Linked DNA regions of Zea mays: region 2 is linked to region 1. A link is a contact called in public Hi-C data. All regions are on one chromosome and are shown on one strand. Each heading gives the region's core, a stretch centred on a gene start, on an enhancer-like site or on the middle of the called end of the contact. The rest is flanking DNA. Distances are from core to core; before and after follow the strand shown. Region 1 holds the start of LOC100285502 (small nuclear ribonucleoprotein F). Region 2 holds the start of LOC103626702 (zinc finger protein CONSTANS-LIKE 3).

The links. A called contact is a pair of places that touch in the nucleus more often than the background predicts.
Region 2: a Hi-C map of ear shows a contact between it and region 1, with 3 times the contacts expected there. The contact joins the promoter of LOC103626702 here to the promoter of LOC100285502 in region 1. A contact is called at or near these places in 4 of 25 Hi-C or Micro-C datasets (bundle sheath, ear, endosperm and 1 more).

The regions. Positions count from the first base shown.
Region 1 is chr5:91,348,109-91,350,900 of Zm-B73-REFERENCE-NAM-5.0, reverse strand. It overlaps LOC100285502 (small nuclear ribonucleoprotein F), which reads right to left and starts at 1,419. Exons shown (of 5, transcript NM_001370715.1): 1 at 1,293-1,419. The coding sequence starts at 1,298.
Region 2 is chr5:91,730,658-91,733,357 of Zm-B73-REFERENCE-NAM-5.0, reverse strand. LOC103626702 (zinc finger protein CONSTANS-LIKE 3) reads right to left here and starts at 1,272. Exons shown (of 3, transcript XM_008647090.2): 1 at 411-1,272; 2 at 181-318; 3 at 1-44. The coding sequence starts at 1,022.

The sequences.
Region 1 (2,792 bases), core at 170-2,669:
GAGACCCATAATTTAGAACAAACGCAGTTGTCCGATTATCTAGTCAAGTATTTCACTGTAAATTAGATTTAACCTGCAACTTTAGCAATTCAATATAATAACAAGACTGGGAATCAAGCTTAACAGCTTATGCCCTGCTTAGCTCATTACAATTTGATGCTTTTTCATGTGATGTTGAGATCACAAGCAATTTTAGAACCGGAATGCAAAATTACCTTTGGATTAAGTTAGCAGAAACAACTGCAGCTATTATATGATACTTCAGTGGTACTGGTAAAGGTGAAACCACTGGCCTGAACTTCTGATAGGTATGACTGAGATCAGAAGCAGTGACATCCATAAAAAGAGACAGAAAGGCCTGTCATGTTTCCACATCCGGTTTTTGGCTACTCAGATATAAAATTTGGTAGTCACTCCCCCAAAAAAAGTTCAGTCCAAGCATGCCCTAACATTAAGGGGGTGTTTGGTTCCACCCAACTAAAGTTTACTCCCTGTCACACCGAATGTTTGTATGATAATTACGAGTATTAAATATAATCTAATTATAAAACTCATTACATAGATGAAGACTAAAAGACGAGACGAATTTATTAAACCTAATTAAGCCTATTACTCATAATTGATATTTCATGTGACACGAACTAAACTTCAGTCAAGGGAACCAAACAACCTCTGAGGGCTAGTTTGGTGACCAGGGAATTAGAGGCATCCATGGGAGAGGAAACCCCTTCCTATTCAATTTTGAATAGAAAAAGAAAATTCCATGTCAATAAAATCGCACAGCTGATTCCCTTCAAATATACACTGATAAGCCTTCAAAATTACTCTTCCATAATTTCCCCTCTTCCCAGTCGCACAGCTGATTCCATCAAATGTACCAAAATCGGTGTCTACTCCAGTCGCACACCTCACCTAGCTGGAATTCAACCTAGGTGTCTCAACTTTGAACGCCCTCCCTACTACTACAGCAGAAACCCCTCGACGGGGCAGTTGGCCGCGCTCACCCGCCTCCCGCCTCCCGCCGCTTGCTCGTGTCCGGTGTCCCCGCGGCTCCGCCGGTCCCAATCCGGCCTACCTACCAAAGATTCTCCTAGTACCGGAAGTGGTGAGCTTTGGGGTGCAGCACCAACTTGCCGTCGCTTGAAATTTTAGTCGATTTAAGGCGCTTGACAGATAGGAAGCGTGGAAAATAAAAGAACAGACGACGACGCAAAATCACACAAGAGCTGCGAACGGGTCTGTTTGTAAATCGCCTGAAGAGGGGCATTCCGGTGGAAGTCAGAATAGCTTACCGCCATTTGTTTTGAAGAATAGAGCAGTTCTTGTCGTCGCTCGTCGGCGCGGTTCGAGCAGAGGGAGAAAACGCCGCGAATGCCGCGAGGACGAAACGGGAGTAGCTGGCGCGGCGGTCGGGGTTAGGGTTCGGGATAGCCCAAGCGGTGTTTAGGGGGGCGGACTCTCAGAGATCAGAAACGAACCACCACCAGGAAAGTGGTTTGGCCTTTTAGGCCTCAGCCCGTTAGCAACTTTATGGGTCTTAGTGTCGATAAGTATTCTGATTTTTTTTTTATTTTAACATCGTCAAAAGGAACTCATAAATAAGACATTATCCCCATTGACGAGAGGAGTACATTTTGGGACGAAAATAAAATTTCCTACAAAGTAAATTTATATTTTTTTAAAAAAAATGGACTTATATTGTTCCTTTATCCTAGAAAAATATGTAATAATACCTATAAAAGCAACTCCAAAAGTCTTTTTATATCTTTTTGGTTGATAAGAATTGAGATTATGGTGAGAAAAAAATCCTCCTACGATATTCTAAATTAGATCTCTAAATGTTATCACTAGCTATCTAGCTAGCTAAACAGAGAAAACAAGACTGTCCATTCAAAATGCACTAGCAAAGTGTATGTATGTTGTTATGATTCCATTTGTAAGTATAGAATATAAAACACAAAGACATGTGCAATATTGGCTAGATGGGTGTCAACATGGGTTTAGAGCTAGCAACCATGATTCTGAATCTCATTTGTGCATAATTTAAGTTTTTTACCATTTAATGTGGAGGAGCACGACGACCGTGAAAACTGTTGCTTTATATAGTATACAGATTTAAGATACAAATGGTGTTTTTTATTTAAACGACACTCTAAATAAGGAGGAATTCAATATTACAATATTATGTCAACGTTCGAGAAAGGTCATAGCTTGCTAATACGTATTTTAAAGATCTCGGTATAAAAGACTATAGGGTCAGGACCACCACCCCTAGGGCCTCAGGGACCTCTTTTATTGCTGGCAAGGGATGAATGCAACCATGATCAAATATACTATAAGGTCATGTGTAGGTGTTTCGAACCTCGCTCCGACAAGTAAATATATTGTGTGTGTTCCGGACTCTAGAGAGTGTGTGTGGTGGGCGCAAGATTTATACTGGTTTGTATAGAACATCCCTACTTCCAATCATCGACGGCTTGCGCTACAGGCACCATTGATGATCAAAACTCACAATAGGAGTTACAGGTGGGCAAGAGAGGGAGGAGAGGCTCACAAGTCTCTTTATCGGGGGGTGAAAGTGGAGCTTAGAAGTTACATAATGGAGTCGTAGCTAAGTCTTGCCTTGTCGGCTGGACTCCGGTCTCCTGGTCCTCGTCGTCGCTCCTCCTCCTATTCGTCTGTCCATCTGGGGTTCGTTCTTGTGAGTGCATGTCCAAGTGAACTCGACTTCGTCTCCTCGTCCCCTTGCCTAGGGCCAACCCTTCCCTTTTATAGGGTGGGAGAGGGGTTGG
Region 2 (2,700 bases), core at 23-2,522, 380 kb before region 1:
CCGTCACTGCGCTCCGGCACGGCGCCCACGTCCAAAGACGACAGCTGGACATTACCAGAAAACCAAGTTCAGATCGGTGCACCCTCCATGCATGCACTTACGTGCTCTTCGCGTTTTGATCGCAAAGCAAAGCAGACTGTTCTGTAGCTGGGACTGGGAGCGCAGAGCACATGGCCTTACGCTGTGGGTAGGAGTTGCAGCGTAAGGCAGGTACGCCGCCTTGGACTGCGCGAAGTCGAGCTCGATGACGCCGCCGGTCACGCTCCCACCGCGGCCGCACATCACGTCTGGGACCAGGCCGACCTCCGACGACGAGCCCTGCTCGACCAAAACCAAAGGAAGATTAGGAATAGAAAAACAATAATCACGAGCACGGTGACAGAACCACTTCACTAAAAAGGCACGCTTACGCTGTGGCCCAGCGACGCCGCCGTGTAGGAGCTGTAGGACGGCTGCTTGGCGGCGACGGCGACGCCGCCACCAAAGTCGAAGTCCACAGCGGCGCCGCAGTTGGATCCATCGTTCGGCACGACGCTGTCGGCGTGCGGGAACCTGGCGAAGTCTTGGGCGAGGAACGGGTCGACCACGTCGTCCGCGAACAGGAGGTCCAGCTTACTGGCGTCGACGACGACCTTGGCCGCGTCGCCGCCGTCCTTCCCTTCCGCGGCAAGGCCGAACAGCAGCGCCGCCTTCTCCGCGGCGGGATCAGCGGCGGCGCCGATGGGCTGCACGGGGACGCGCTCGTGGCGGCGCGCCAGCGGGTTGGCGTCGTGGATGTCGGCGTCGCACGCGGCGCAGAGCGCGGCGGCGTCGGCGCGGCACGTCACGGCGGCCGGCGCGCACTCGCACACCTCGCAGACCCACACCCGCTCGTGCCCCGCCCGCGCGTGCCCCGCGTCGCACCCCCCGCACAGGTACGCGCCGCCCGGGCACGTCCGGCAGTGCGCCGCCGCCGGCGATCCGCCGCACGCCCCGCACCGCCGTCCCCCCAGACCCCAGTACCTCCCCACCAGGGCCTCCATCGAGCGTGACGACGATCTCCTCGGTCGCTCCCAGCCGGCAGCCGTGAAAACCGTGTGGGTGGCACCTACTACCACTGCTTTCTTGCTTGCTTGCTACTAATGGCAGGGATTAGCAGGAAAGCTTGCGAAGCTGGGGCAAGCTGCGACTATTCCTTGCTTTATAGGGGAAGGAAGGAGAAGTGGAGAAGAAGCAGCAGCAGCAGTCGCAGCCGCGCGCGCCCGCTGTCGCGCGGGTGGGCGCGCTTGTCGAAGGCGGAGGCCGGAGGAGAGAGAGAGTAGATAGTACCGGTAGGTGGGGCATGGGCGGCGACGGTGACGTGGGCTTGGGGACACGTGGGCCGTCGCGGGCCAAGCGAAAACACGAGAAATGTTGATCTCGTGGATTTTTGGGTGGCGAGGGCCCACGTGCCGATGCCGGGTCATGGGAGCCGTGGGGCCCGCACGAGCTATCATCCCTGGTCTTGGCCGCCAGTGATTAGTACTAGGTCATTAGGGCATGTACAGTGGTGTTTAATATGGGGGCTCTTAAGGTGTTTTAGGGGGTTATTTGCAAAAAAATCTTAGAGTCGTCTCTCCGTGAAGAGACGCCTCTGGCTCGTAAACCAAGTAACAACAGACGCCTTACTTCCCACTGTACGAGTTTGTCGTCTGTTCTATCGATCTGATGCTATACAAATACATTTAATTCTGTATTTATTAATAAACTACGTTTATAGACACTCCATTGTACAATAGAGTCTCTTAGTTGTCTCCTGTACTTGGAGAACCGTTTTGGTGTCTCTCCACTGTACATGCCCTTAGACGGCAAGGGTCCGGATAATTGCTGTACGGATACGCTGTTTAATCATAGCATCCCTGCCGCTTAATCGCGACTTTAAGCCTAGTAGTTTATTTAAGCTTATGACACGAGCTAATGAACTGATAACCTAGCTAAAATACTTGACCAACGTAATTTGCGTGAGTCTGAGTCCGTAAACGATAAGATCGAGCGGGGAGAAGAAGATATTACGACGTACGAAAGCGGCAACTCTGACGCGACGACAGCATCACCACGCGGTTAACCTCGAGAGAGGCGCTAAGAGACAAGGTCTAGCTTTATGGTGAGCTGTTGACGTGGTCGTTTTGGCCGGCGGCCAGTATGTCAGCTACTAGCCACCGCCCGCGTTGGCAATCAAACCCACTTGGGACTCTGAAACAAAATTCTAGGTGGGACGCCACTATAAAAAAACAAATTATGATAACTAAATCACTAGATAAAAATAGCTTCATAATAATAACGAGATTAAGTGATAGTATTAGGAGCGTTCTAAAATGATATGAATATCAGAAAACCTTTTTAGCCACCCTATGGGAAAAGCGGAGACAGAGGGAAAGGGTTGGCCCAACAAGGGGCGAGGGGAGAGCTCCGGGGTGAAGCGACCGCATCGACGCATCGCTGTGGCAAGTCTGCCTCGAGATGGCGACGATGAGGGGGCAAGATATGAGGGGCAGCGAGGGCAAGCGAAGGTAGGCGGTGACAAGCGACAACATTTGTTGCATTGCAACGACGTGGTGGGACCCTGGTGACTTAGTGAGCGCAAATGGTGGTGGCACCCTGGTGCCAAGGCAAGATCCCACCAATAGCATGTATGTCAGTTGATGCGGACTAGGATGTAAAGTAGTGACACTGTGTGTGGGA